Linked DNA regions of Mus musculus: region 2 is linked to region 1. A link is a contact called in public HiChIP or PLAC-seq data. All regions are on one chromosome and are shown on one strand. The core of a region is the stretch at or near the end of the contact, and the rest is flanking DNA. Distances in the headings are between cores, read along the strand shown.

Region 1 (6,872 bases), core at 1,148-3,647:
AATAATCACAGATATAACAAAAAAATCTGGAAAAGAAAAGCAAACAATAAAATTAGGCATTTCCCTTAAATTAAAAAGTGCCAAACACCAAGAAGCATACAAATACTTCAAACATACAATTTGGTTTGAATACCTCTATTTAAGTTCATGAAATATAAAAAGCATATACTGTTATTACCTACAGTATAAGACATCCTGCATAGCCTCCTCCTCTTCCGCCTCCAGATTTATTAGATACATTTAAATCTATTCCCTTCAACCTTAAATATATGTCAGATAATGGTGGCATATGCTTTAATCCCAGCATTCCAGATGTGGACAGATCTTGAGTTCCAGGCTAGCCAGGAACACATAGCGAAACTCTGACCACTAAATTTAGTAATAACATCTTCACAGGCAAAGACAGAAGTTGGATTTTACAAACAAACAAACAAACCAAATTCCACAAGGACCAAAAAATCCAACCAGTTTCTGTGACAAAACTGAAACTACCAGGCATAGTGGTAACAGCTTCAAAGCCACAACTTTGGAGGTAAAAGATCAGAGGGTCAATGCCCCCCTCAGCTACAGATCCCTGCCTCAAACAAAGAAGCAAAGTCTGGTGAGAAATGATAGCTGAGACTTAAGTGTGAACCATCATGATACTTGAAATGGAAGCACAAACACAATTATGCATATATAACAACTAAGGTTGAAAACTGAAGCTACACTGATAGTAGGTTTAATTTTAGAAGCGAATATCACTCTAGAAAGATTGCCTCTACACCCAAGACAAATATTAATAACAGTACAGACAAAAATCTCAAATTAAGTATAATAATATATTACACTGATTAGATCTAGAGAACAACTGAATAGCCTTAGCAAAGAACTGTTCTAAGACTTTCACTGGCAATCTATAGTACTAACAGGAAAACAGAGAAACTAGCAGAAATATATGGCCAACTATATTGGTTCCTCTATACCCTCTGCAGGAACAAAGCTTACAGGAAATAAAGTGTTTTTATGATATCTCTGCTGAAATAGTTTAGTATACTTAAATCAGTGCCACTGTCAACAATAAAGTGCTTATTTGAATCAACTGAAAACTAAATGAGAAGATAAATTTGAAGTCTCCCAATCATGTAAAAGATGTACTTTTAAAACAAGTAGCTTAAAACTGAGCAAGGTGGTGGCGGGGTTGGGGGCACACACTTTTAAACCCAGCTCTGCCAAAACAAAACAAAAACAAACCTAGGTATGGCTCTATGGTAGAGTACTTGCCTGGAAATCTGTACATTCCTGAGTTCACCCCTACAACTGTCCCTGCTTGACGTGTCACTCACTCACTCACTCACTCACTCACTCACTCACTCACTCACGAAAGTGTAAGTATAGATAGGGTAGAATGTATTCTTAGATCACTACAGCTAATTTTCCTAATTTGATACCAACCTGGGGGCTAGGTTTCTTCATAACTATAGAGAAAATCAAAATAGAGAAAAAAGAAAAGAAAACTATTGTTTCTGGACACAGCACTCTATCTTCAATCTCAAAATTCAGGAGAATGAGGCAGGAGAATTATAAGTACAAAATCTGCTAAGGAAAAGTAGCGAGTAAAGGCATTTGCTGCAAAGCCTGGTGACCTGAGTCTAATCTGACTCTCATGTAAAAGATGGAAGAGAGCTGACTCCAAAAGGTGTCATCTATCTTCCACATATAATATTAATTAAAAAGAAGAAAAGTTAAGTAAGGAAGGGCTGGGGATGTGGCTCAGTTGCAAGAGTGCTTTACCCAGCAAGTGTTATGCCCAGGGTAGCTCCCTAGTGTTACATGTGTGCTAGGATTGCAAACATCTGCAGTCCTAGCACAAGCTCCGAGTAAGCTCAGTTACACAGCCTAACCTACATAAGCTACACCACAGCGAGGAGACTTGGGGATATAGTTCAATGATAGGTACCTAGCTTGTGGTGGGAGTCCCTAGGGTTTAAGCCCTAATATTGCCTCCACTCACCCCCTCCAAAAAGGTTCACCTTTTCAGTACGTTAGCATTAGTTATATTATAAAGTGTTCTAAGCAGCATGGCGTGCTTCTAGTAGATCTCCGTAACAGTTACAGTTACAAAGTAACATGAATGTTCATAAATATCTAAAACAGAAAAATTACCAGTAAGACCTATTTCGATGTTAACCTGTTCACACATGCGCATATGGTCAGAGAGGACCCATGCATGTGGAAATGCTTCTCAAATCCAGAATGAGAATGAGATTCCAATGAGTATTACTCATCTGATGTCTAAAATCTAGTCCTGGCATTTGACTTCAACAATGACATTTCTTCACAGCTACACACAAACACTTGTCACTTCCTCCATGACACTGCAAAAGCCATTATCAACTAATGTTTTCAATTTTTAAAATTATTATTACTGTGTGTCAACTGGCACACACACCATGGATATATGTGGAAGTCACAGGCATCTGTGTGTATGTAGCTCAGTCTCTTTTTGCAGTTTTACTTACATGTTCTAAGGACTGAACTCAGGTCAAGCTTTTCTGGCAGGACAGGTGGCCTTCAGAGCCATTTCACTGTTCCCATTTCTACTTTCAAAAGCTAGCAACTTACATGTCGAACCAAGTTTTGTCTATAAAGCTAAAATTTTGGATATTTGTATTGAAACCCATAGAGAGACACAGAACTCTAATCTGTTGGTCACTTCTGCAATGGGGAGCAAAAGTGATTAAAATTAGAAATTCTACAGACCCTGACCTTGACAACAGTGTAAGGGGTAAGGCAGCTATACTGTGAAGAACACTCAAGAGGAAAGCACACCTACTGTCTCCCCAGAGCCTCCTACAGGTCCCTGCTTCCAATCCCAATTCTCTGGACTCACTCAAAGAAAGAAAAGGGGCCCAAAGTAACAGGCTATGAAAACCAGAATCATCTAAACGTAAGAGTGGGAATGGTCATGAAAGTGACAAGACAGTAAATATTCCAAACATTAAACACCTGCCTCTCCATGAAAGAATTGCCAGTTAAATTCACTTATTCCTTTTTTTTTTTTCCCTTAAGTTTTGTTTTTGAGAAGGGTCTGGCTATGTATGTGGCTAAGTAGGATTGCTGGCATGTTGCCAAGATCAGGTTTCTTTTCTGTAATGTTGTAAAGGAAGAGAAAGGTGGAAATCATGATGTCACACTTACAATTCTTGTAGCAAGGCTGCCTGAATGGTTTTCCTTTTGAAAAGGCAACCGCCACTGTGAGGTACTGGAAACTGGAGATAAAAAATACTGTGGTATTTTCATAATTTTGTATTTTACACGAATCGAGTTCAGTCCCATTGTATAAGTGTGACGAGTTCCAACATGCGCTTCTTGTTGTATTACAAACACTGGAACACACAAAGATCCCATTAAGAACACAGCAGCATATTCCCAAGGGGCCAATGTTATTTTAGATGCCTTAAATCATTACAATACAAAGAAGTAAAATGCTATTCATAGCAAAAGGTGCAGCAACACAGAGGATACACAGAAGGTTATTCTTTACCCTTCAGCTATAGATTATAATCAGTTAAAATTATAATCAAATAATTTTAAAACATATTTGGAATTTTAGCAGAGTGAATGTAAACAGACCACAAGTCTGTCTTTAATGTAGTACTACCTACCCCATGCTAACCGGGGATACACTATCTTACTTAATGCATGTGACTGTACTTCTTTACCTAGGGCTCATACTTCTCTGGGGTTATACTGTAGGATGACTTGTGCTAATATGTAGCCAAGCCCTGACAACAAGATAACCTTCAATGTTTGCTAGTCAGGGCTTGCCCTCCTTTTCTAAGTATACAGTACTGTGGGGCATACATAATTAGTAATGTTACTGCAACAAACACAGATGTTAAACCTCTATAAATGGACACTAAGATTCAAAACAATTTTGTCCATTCCTTTGCATGGGCAATGCCTATATACATTTAAGAAAACTATGTTGTTTTTTTTAATTTGCTAAAAATGTTAATGATAATCTCAATCAAGCAAATTAAAATATTCACAACTGAAGAGTTGACAAAATTATCCACATTTATTTAATTCATTACAGTTTGTAACCAGTAGAAGACTTCATATGTAAATACGTAACATTCTTTCAGGATGTTTTAAAATGATGTTTAATAAAAGTGTTTCTTCAACTTGGAAATAGAAAACCTAGAAGCATTATACTATATCAGGGTCTTCCTGAACCCTGATGCTAATTTTTCTCATTTTAGAGATAAGCAAGTCTCAGAAGCAAATTCAGGTTCTTTGCCTAGATACTTTCTACTATGGTCTTCTATAGTTTATACTCAAATTTAATCCTCATTGAGAGGCAAAAGCAGAGACTGGGTGAGAACTTAAGAGGTGATTGGAGTTCTGCCCCCATGGGTAGATTAATTCATTCATGTAATAATGGAGAAATGGGGAGCATATCAGAATAGGTCTCTCAATGTGTGATGTCTAGAAACATCTGCTAGAAACACTACCGTCAAAAAAGACAGTATGAGTTTCTCAATCCAGAGGTAAGACGAAGCCCTTTTCCTTATAACTTGGCTGTGGTACTGATGAACAGAAAATTAAGACACTCTTTCCTAAAGACAGAAGTCATCATGACAAAAAGACAAAATTATTGAGGTGTTTAAAAAAGCTGCAAGTTCTATACACATTTCAAGGCTCATCTTTTTATAGTCACCTTATACAATTGTTACAATGGATCGACCAACTCACTCTGAATTTGGATCGCACACTTTATACTGCTTGACCCAGAAAAAACCCAGCGACTGAAATCCAACGGAGATCACAATCTGAGACAAGACGGAGAAGAGGAGCGCCCCAGATATAAGGCCTGAAGGTGGTCTCTGTGCCACAAGCTCTTTCCAGGCAGGATTTAAACTCACTATATTTGAAAGGAAAGGACAAAAAATTGTATCTAAATTTCTTACTAAGACATAATTAAATACTCTTGGAAGTGAGAATTTTCATACATTTTAAAATAATCTATAAAAGTAAACGAATTTTCAGAATTCTAATTTCAAAAATGCCTCCAGTAACGGTTACCTTTCCACTGAAACTCATGGAAAATCTTAGTACCAGTAAAACTAGTAACTATAAAGCAATGTGTGGGAGTAGTGCACACCTGTAATTCCAGCAAAACCATGTAATGTTGTGTCATAACATAATGTAACATAAAGATGAAAGAGAAAAAAGCCCCAGTTAAATGATATACTAGCATGTCTGAAGCTCTATGAACACAACAGTAACTCAAAGGAAAATTAGTCCAACTGATAGCACATGGGATCTACCAAGTTTTCCATTATAACATTTCTAAATTTATCTTTTGATATCATCAACTGTTACAAAATTTTGATAAACTTTGCTTAGTCATTGACTAGTCTACTAAGCCATTTTTTTAATTCAGTAATTCTTATCAGAGGTAATTTTAACACCCCAGGAAAGATATGGCAAGGGCTCTATTTCAAGTAGTTGGAATTTTGACAGTATTGAAGACATGCAGTAAACAATGGATCATCTGTGTACCTTACAATGCACAGGATAGTTCTCCACATAGAATTATCTTCCTAAAATATAAATAAGAAGACCTGGATCTCTTCATGGTCAAATGAAATAGTCCTCATATTAGCTAGCAAGTTCTTTCAACAGCTTTTACTTATTTCCCAGATATTTATTTCCAGTATGGACAGATTTGTAAATTCCTATTAATTGAAGAAGCCATATGCCTATTATTTATTTTGATGCTAGTACCAACACTAGTAAAAACTAACATCTTGTTTCTCTGTACAGGAAGAATCTACAAGGGCACATACAGCATTAGCACTGTAATACCCCTTGAGAAATTCATAGCCCGAGTTAAAGGCATGCACTATCACCCACTGGCCAACATGTCTGTTGTACATCACTATCATTCAGCTGTTGTTAATATAGCTTTGTAGTATAACCTGACATCAAGGATGGTAAATAGTTGACACCTTCAACAGTTCCTTTATTGTTCAGGATTGTTTTGGCTATCCTGGGTCTTTTGTTTTTCCATATGAAGAATTGTCCTCTCAAGGTCTATAAAGAATTATCTGGCAAGCAGGGTGGTGGAAGCACACATCTTTAGTCCCAGCATTTAGGAGGCAGAGGCAGACAGATCTCTGAGTTCAAGGCCAGCTTGATCTACAGAACGGGTTCCAAGACAACCAGGACTACAGAGAAAGCCAGTCTCAAAATAAAAGTTGGCATTTTGATATACCCAAGGGATGCTCCATCCTACCATAAAGACACTTTCTCAACCATGTTCACTGTAGCTTGATCTACCACAGCTAAAAACTAAGAATAACCTAGATGGCACTCAACTGAAGAATAAAGAAAATTTGGCACATTTGCACAATGAGATATGAGCGATTTTAAAAAAGTGACATCATGAAATTTGCAGGCAAGTGGATGGAACTAGAAAAAAAAAACATTCTGGGTGATGCAACATAGACCCAGAAAGATAAATATGGTCTGTATTTACTTGTAAATAGATCAGAGCTGTTAAGTAAATAATAATCAAGCTACAATCCAGACTCAGAGAGGTTAGGTAAAGAGGAGGACTATGAAGAAGAAGCACGGAGAAGCATGGATCTCCCTGGGAAAGGAAAATAGAATAGATTCTAAGGCTGGTCTAGGGACTGGTGGAAATGGGAAAGGAAGTGGTCAGGTGAGACCCGGGAAAGGATTTGGACTAAGGGAATCTATTTTCAATAAAGAAGAAAAATAACATCATTAGTTAAGAGTAAGATAGTAAAATAATGCAGAAAGGATCAAATACATAATTGTTGAGTTGGATACTCTCCTGATAATTATTCGAGCAAGAA
Region 2 (7,822 bases), core at 1,688-4,187, 180 kb after region 1:
CTAGAGATTCATGTCAGGACAAAAGATAATCCACTCAGGTACAAGCCCAAATGATTTCAAGGTAATTTAAATGTGCTCTTCAGTTGCAGTTTTCTTTCTTTCATGTTTAGGTGCACTCTCACTATATAACTCTAGCTGGCCTAGAACTCACCATGCATGCCAGACTGGCCTTATATTCACAGACCCACCGGCCTTTGCCCCCTGAGAATCAGAACTAAAGGTGTACACCAACACACCTGGCATGCTTTATGGGTTTTTTTTTAAAGTTTAATGCAAAATATCATGTCTTCATTGAAGTACAATTGTTAATCTTCCCTATTAGGTAATTTTGCATCCTACCCCAAAGTGCTAAGGATTGAGCCAGGGGTTCATTCCGAGTAGCTTAAGAGGGATTATCTGGTGAAGTATGACTATTCCTATAGTCCCCAAACTCGGGTGACTGAGACAGAAGAACTGACTTCCAAGCTAGCCTGACTGATATAGAAAGCCACAGGCCCAGCTATTCAGCAAGATCCTGTGGCACAAACAAACAAGTGAAAAATGTCCTGAGAATACAGTGTCTCTCAGGGTCCCTAGGTTGCCTGTAAGACAATCATTTGAGAAGCTAGAATCACACAGCCCTGTCCAGACCTAGGAAATCATCAGGGACGATGTTCAGAGCTGTAACTGAGTATCGGAACTTCAGGGAATACACATTCACTAAGAAGTGCAAGCCAGCCGGGCGTGGTGGTGCACACCTTTAATCCCAGCACTCGGGAGGCAGAGGCAGGAGGATTTCTGAGCTCGAGGACAGCCTGGTCTACAAAGTGAGTACCAGGACAGCCAGGGCTATATAGAGAAACCCTGTCTCGAAAAATCAAAAAAAAAAAAAAAAAGAAGAAGAAGAAGAAGAAGAAGAAGAAGAAGAAGAAGAAGAAGAAGAAGAAGAAGAAGAAGAAGAAGGAGAAGAAGAAGAAGAAGAAGGAGAAGAAGGAGAAGAAGAAGAAGTGGTGCAAGCTAGTCAGAGCCTCCAGAACCTGAGAACTGGCTCTTGTCATATGCAGCCAGGCATCCTGGGACATCAGGGTGGTGACAAGTGTCTGTGAGCTTCTGTTTTGGTTGTGGCCTTAGAGGATCCCCTGGCTTGCACGGAAAGGCTCCATGTACTGGACACTTGCAGGATGAGAAGGATGGAGGAAAACCATCCAGTTCGGGACAGAGCAGCAGAGATTGCCAGGCTGGGCCAAAAGCTGATGATGGTCAGAGGGTGCTCAGGTCTTATGTGACCTAGGAACTCAGAAGCTGGGGTCTAGTTGGGAATAACCAGGGTCCTGGTACGAAGCCTCCACAGCGATTCCGAATGCGTAGCCGGTTGTTTCTACTTGTCTGTTTTCCAACGTCCCTGTCTAACGACTGTGACTCCCAACCTGCGCTTAATGGAAGCTAGAGGCAATCTGTACAGCCTTGACAGTTGTGGCTGGAAAGCAGGTTGACGCTGGGCTTGAAGCTAAGCCGTGCTGTGCTAGCCTGTAAGGTGCATGAGTGGAGATGATGCTGTGCTCTGGGTCACACCACAGTGTGGCTTCCAGGCTGAGCCTTGCCATGCCATGTGTAGCTCCACTTGCCCAAACATCGTTGGGCTCCATTCGGAGGGGTGACTCTGTGCCTTGCTGTTCACGAGAACACCAGCATGCGCCCGGCAACACCCACAAGGCACAGACTTAAGAACTTAGTCCTAAAAGTCAAAACCCATCACTTCTGCAACGTTAAAGTAAGTTAGGAGTGTAGGAATCACACTTGGGTGTAATGACGTCCTTATCTGGAAAACCAGGCCCAGTAACTGTGAAACACACTAGACCAACCGAGTACGCACCACCCTCACCCAGATTACATAAAAGGACACCCCACGGGCAATGCCAATCACCTCTCTACCAGGGCTGCCACAGGATTCCTGCGTAGTCCTGGCTGTCCAGGAACTAACTCTTCCTCCGGAGTTCAAGGTATGCACCACCACTGTTCAGCTGCCACCCAAGTGTTTACTGTTCCCAGAGTCCTCGCTCAGCTCAGTCTCCACTGCTAGAATTTCCATTGTCAGTCTATCTGCTCATCTGTCCAGATCAGGGCCTTCACCTTGACTCCATAGTTCTGAGCTGAGCCTCTGCAGTGAGGCTGTACCCTGTGACCCTACAGCTTGACTCTCTGTCTCTAGCCTAACGTCCAGACTATATATCTTATATATTTATATATCTTAGCATCTATATATCACCTGCCATAACTGCATTTGTAAAGCTATCTGTCTCTGCCCCCAGTAAAACCTCTGACTCTGCCCCCTTCCTTTCACAGGTTGTAGCTGTTGTGTAACCCAGACAGACAATATTCATACAATTACAAGGTGGTATGGGTGTGTGGTCTGAGAGTTAGTATTAGCAATTAAGATCCAGATAAAAGAACTTGTGTTTGCCGATTGTCTCTTACCAAGGGAAATCTAGACTTCCAAGTAGCTTTTGAATTTACTGTTAATACATTTTGACATTGTGCAAAGGCACGAGCAATCTGTCGCTGGAGGCAAAACAAAGGAAGCTGAAAGTGAAGCAGTTGCGGATGTGTGGGCAGAGCGCCGTTGTTTTCCTTATAAACTTTGGCACGATCTGATTTTCTTTAGTTAAATCGTGCACCTGCATTTTTGTCTTGTAAAAAAGTTGAATGCACTTAGGTAGAATGGTTTGCAGTGCAGCTTTGGGCTATTGGTCAGTCGCAAACACACAGAATATTGCTTATACTATATCTAAGTCACAAATATACACAATAGCCTTATAACGATCTTTTAACACCTCCCTCCCCCGACCCCCACTGGGGAGACACTTAAGTCAGAGGTGCCCAGGCAGAGGAGGCCAGGAGCTAGGGTCCAACGGGCAGAGCCTGCGCTGCTCTCAGGGGGTGGCTGCATGTTGCGCATGCGCCGGCCGCTTCCCCTCCCCCGCATCCCGGAAGTGCCCCAAATGGAGTTGTTATCCTGACTCAGGCCAGCTTTGTGTGGCTCGGCTGCTGGAGAACGCTACTTGCTATCCCCCAGGGCCGTCGAGGGTGAGCTTCGGAGTCAGAAGAGGGGGCAACGACTCGGAGGGAGAGACCGGCCTCTTAGCCATACCCTGCGGAGTACGAAGAAATGCCCCGGCCTCCGCCATCAACGGCGGCCGCTGCCCGCAGTGTTCCCGTGCGACTGGAATAGGATCCTAGGAGTTTAATGACCTGCCCTGCTCAGAAACCGTAGTCCCAAATGTTTGGAGCCGTATTTGGCTGTCAGATTTAAGGCAAAAAGAAAGCAGATTAGGCAGACATTCTTCGGTTCTGGCGATAGAAATGAGAGCATGACGTGTTTCAGCCACGCGCTTTGCCTCTGAGCATCCATTCCACTTGATTTTTTTCTTTAAAAAAAAAAAAATTGCACCGTTGAGACCGAGTTTTGCAAAAATGACCGATGCTATTCTGTAGCCCGAGGATCTTGCCAGCCAGCCTCCTGTCTCGGTCTGGAATAACTGGGATCACAGGCCGGTGCCATCAGACCACCAGCCTTCCTTATTAGGCGTTCTCTGGATCGGTTGAGCTAGCACCAGTCTTGAACTTGTCAGAGACCATCTCTCACTAATTAAAGGAAGAGCTTTGAACACTTCAGCACATCCGGGTTTGTTGTAAGCAGAACCCCCTCTGCCCATGGATGGCCTTTTAATTCTGGGCTTGTTGTAAGCAGAAAAAGATGAGAGGGTGGAAGAGAGTTAAGTGTCTGCCCAGGCAAAAGTGAAGGAGTGGAAAAAGAACACGCAGGGAACTTGGGAAGTGTCCTGAAGGTTCTGCTCCTTTTTTGATGCTAGAAATGGAACCCGGGGTCTTGTGCGTGTTAAGTATTGCTGATCCACTCAGCTATATTTTACCCCTAGAGTATTTATCTCAAACAGGTAATAAAATGTAAGCAGATTGTGTGTGGGTGGGTGGGGGGTGGAGGAGTGGTAAAGCTGCTTGCTGCCCAGACCCCACATGGTAGAAAAAGAGAACTGATACCTGCCAAGTGTCACTTGGACCACCATACACGCTCTGAAAGTGCAGGCGCAACATACACAAGTTGTTAAAAACAACAAAAATAAACCAGGCATTGGTGGCGAACGCCTTTAATCCAAGGACGCTTGGGAGGCAGAGGCAGGCGGACCTCAGTACTCGAGGCCATATAGAACAAGTTCCAGGACAGTCAGGGCTACACAGAGAAACCCAGGCTCAGGAGAACCAACCAACCAATTAATTAAAAAATAATAATAAGTAAATAAATTGAAACAGATTTTCAAGGTGTATATGAAATTTACCTTCATGTAGCGTGTCTTTCTGGATGTGTGTAGAGATGTTAGTCTTACGTGTGAACTGCTGACTGGCATAGTTATGAGAGAAAAAAGGAAGTCTATTTTCACGATGGGGATGGAACCCAAGGGCTCCTGCATGTTAGGGAAGTGCTCTACCATCGACCTGTAGTTATATCCCCAGCTCAGTGGTGGTTGTTTTTTGTTTTGTTTGAGACAGGGTCTCACTATGTTGCCCTGGCTGTCCTGGAACTCACCTGGAACTCTGTACACCAGGCTGGCCTTGAACTCAGAGATCCTTCTGCCTCTCTCTCTCCCAGATACTGGTATTAAAGGAATGAGCCACCACACCCAGCCTGGTTTGTGGGTCTTTTGAGACTGGGTCTTAGTAGCCAGGCTGACCTTTAACTTGTGGAAGCCCTCCTGTCCCAGCTTCCCAAAAAGTGTGAGCCACTAGGCTTGGCCTTTCTTGTTAAAGACAGGGAAAACCATGACTCAGCAGGGAAAGGGCGGCACACTTATTCAGGCCCGGCACAGGAGACCAGCCACGCCCCTTCCTCCACCCAGAGCTTCCCAAACTAGTAACTCATTTCTCAGTGTAACAGCAGTGCATAGATCATCAGATGGTCCTCATGACCTCTTCCTGGAGTGACTGGATGGATTTAAGGGGATTAGTTCTTCAAGGTCTGCACAGTTGTTCTCTCCCCCCACCTCCAGGGTCTCATATATCTCATGCCAACCTTTGCTACAGAGCTAAAGATAGATGACCTTGAACTTCTAATCCTGCTGCCTCCACTTCCCAGACTCCGGGTGTCTATCATCCTACCCCTTATGCTGCACTGCAAGCCAGGGCCTTGCACGTGTTAGGAAAGCATTCGCCCAGCTAAGCCGCAGCCCTCCAGGCAAACTTTTAAGACAACTTAGTAACAAGAGCTCTCCTTAAATCACCCAGACGTCTCTGGCAGGTAACATACCTCAGACTCCAGGAGTTTAAGCAGGGCCTTCATTATCATGGATTATGGCCACTTCTACTTGTGAGGCTGATACTTTGGATACTGTATTTAAACGTGTGTCCTCATCTGTAAAGTGAAAGACTGGGCACGGCTGCTGGGGCCTGCAATCCCAGCACTTGCAATGCTGCCAGGTAGGAAGGCCATGATTTTGAGGTTATCTTGGCCTCTTACAGTCCCTGGTTTTGTTTGTTTGTTTGTTTAAGGAACGTACTTGAAGCACGTGTCTCATGTTTACTCTGTACCCTTGACCACATTTCTGCTTCTTGAAAAGTCAGGGGTGAGGAACTCACTAATTGTAGTCTGCGTGAGCAAGTCGGTCACCTTCCTGCTTTGGTGTCCTGCCTGGCTACAGGGCTCAGCACTAGCCCCCTAACCTCCACAGCCCGCTCTTTTCCAGCTCTCTCCTTACAAAACCATGTCACACCAGTCATGCCGGCCACGTCAGGTTTCTCCTTCCTTGACTAGATCTCCACCCTTCCCTGCCTCTAGATTTGAATGTTCCGGGCTGGAGTGTTCCACTTCACCACATCCCCCCATGGTCCACTCCTCACAGTGGTTTCAGTGGGTAAGACGACAGAGCAGAGCTGACTTAAGCAAGCCACCTCACAAGAGAGCCGAGAGCCCAGAGCAGATAAAGTGGCTTTGAATTCCAGTTTAGAGGTCACCCAAGGGCTTAGGAACCATGCAGAAACCTGCATGACCAACCAATCTCCACTGGCACCCCAGTCGTCACACTGTTGGGACTTGCCCTCAGGAGAAACTGGGCAGCTGCGGCTGAGTCACAGATGGGTCATGGGCCAGCTGCGGGCAGAGTTGTATGCCTTGGCATTGTTCCCAGGTCCCCTCGTGGCAGCCCTCTGTGCTGGGCTTCAGGCTGACTCCTGTTCTCCACCGTGAGACGGTTTTAACTCATTCGGTCAAAATTTATTCACCCCCAGTGCTCGCTCCTGCCTGGCCTCATTCCCTTTACTCATTCCCTCACTCGTGGTCACGTTATTAAAATCATCCTCAAATCGCCTGTCCAAGGATGGAAGTGCACTTCGAGTTGTGTCCGTATGCAAAGCACGCTTTCTGCTACCCGATAAAGCACGTGAGACCCCGTCACCCAGCCTCAGCATACATTTTGCCAGCCTGGAGGGAGTCCTGCTGCTCCAGAGCAGGCGGTAGTTGCCTTTGTCCTGCCAACGATCTGTTAACTGGATGGCAGAAGCCAGTTCCTGTACATCTACCCAGGTCTCCGAGCTGGTGGACCCACTCTTCCACCTGGGCTTAGGGGAGTCTTGAAGAATGCATTCCGCTGAGGTCCAAATGGTAGCTCTTGGTGAGTTCGATCCCATTGTTAAGCAAACAATATTTATGTTTGAATCGCGTGGGACTAGATCCCCTGTCATTTGGAAGAAAGCTCATCTTTACAAACAGGCTCTTCTGTGAACTGGGCATGTGTAGATCTGTCCCCAGGGTCCCCAGCTCCATTTTGAGCTATGGTGTAGACTAGCCATGCTAGGTGACAGGTCAGGGCTCCTCACTCCCTGAGGAGTGTCTGTAGCAGCTTCCATTCCTGACCTGGGTGGCCTCATAGGTTGGTCCCCATCTAGTCACTGACAGACTCCCGACTTTGAGTTCCGAGCTGATGGCTTGGCTCCCGAAGATGTTAGTCATCAGAGGCCAAATCCACGGGGCTCAAAGAGGCCCTGCGCACCTGCACTCTAAGGAGTTCCCCGTCCTTTTTCCTTTCAAGGTTGACATCTTCAGGGTCCCACTGTGGAGAAAAGACAGAAAAGCTATCTTGCTGTGACAGATCCTTTCCAACTTTTATAGCCCAGCCATCCCCAAGTAATGCCCCAAATCCTGGGTCTTATGACCCCAGAAAACACAAGAAAAAATCTGTAAGCACAAGCTAGCCAGGCCTGTGTGCTAGGATCTCGAGAGAGAATATAGCTTTATTAACTTTAGTGTTGTGGGGGATGGATCCCAGGACTTTGAGCATGCGAGGCAAATGTCGTAGCACTCAGTTAAGTCTCCTGCCCTCACGCTGTTATCTCCGCTCCACACAGCTTAGCTTTCAGTCAAGGACTGACAGAACAACCACCTTGAACAGAGTAACTCCGCCTCCCTTTCCATCTCCCCCATCTCTTCCCTCACCAATCTCTGTTCTGAAATCTCCTCCTGGAAACACTCCTGGACAAGAACAGGCCAACTTGGCTCTCTTTGCAGCCCAAGGGGACGACTCCTCCAGCAGCAAGCTTTACGCTCTGGAGATTCAGTCCACTGAACTCTTCCGCCTCACTTGTTATTGCCTACACCACGCATCGCATCCGCATACGGACAGCTCTGGCCTCTCTTTAGACATCTGCCTCGCCCTCCCGGAGATGACAAGTTCCTAAAGAGCAGAGCAGAGCTCCACCTTTACCCCCACATAGGCTTTTCTCTCAGCTTGGGGCTCAGTAGACTTGTCTAAAGTAAACACTTAAAGGTCAACTCCTGGCC

What was found. HiChIP or PLAC-seq counts read pairs in DNA pulled down with a chosen protein or histone mark.
Region 2: an H3K27ac HiChIP or PLAC-seq map of trophoblast stem cells shows a contact between it and region 1, with 16 read pairs. The contact joins two enhancer-like sites. A contact is called at or near these places in 3 of 15 datasets of contacts at CTCF or cohesin (the NIH/3T3 cell line, large pre-B cells and pro-B cells), 5 of 484 Hi-C or Micro-C datasets (the G1E-ER4 cell line, bone marrow-derived macrophages, cortical neurons and 2 more), 25 of 115 datasets of contacts at active chromatin or transcription factors (the 230-238 cell line, CD4 single positive thymocytes, the NIH/3T3 cell line and 13 more) and 3 of 9 other capture datasets (adipose tissue, liver and pancreatic islet).

Annotation. Positions count from the first base shown.
Region 1 is chr16:30,329,019-30,335,890 of GRCm38.p6, forward strand. It overlaps Atp13a3 (ATPase type 13A3), which reads right to left. Exons shown (of 34, transcript NM_001128096.1): 29 at 4,741-4,909; 30 at 3,181-3,368; 31 at 1-26. Among named protein-coding and RNA genes, the nearest start is that of Gp5, 22 kb to the left of the region's middle. Within about 2 kb of position 2,398, at least 4 of the 459 cell types and tissues checked have an H3K27ac peak or open chromatin away from gene starts, as enhancers often do. A contact at or near this core is called in trophoblast stem cells, where this site is marked.
Region 2 is chr16:30,507,729-30,515,550 of GRCm38.p6, forward strand. It overlaps Tmem44 (transmembrane protein 44), which reads right to left. Exons shown (of 11, transcript NM_001384248.1): 11 at 4,127-7,094. The coding sequence ends at 6,987. Among named protein-coding and RNA genes, the nearest start is that of Gm52252, 8.5 kb to the right of the region's middle. Within about 2 kb of position 2,938, at least 403 of the 459 cell types and tissues checked have an H3K27ac peak or open chromatin away from gene starts, as enhancers often do. A contact at or near this core is called in trophoblast stem cells, where this site is marked.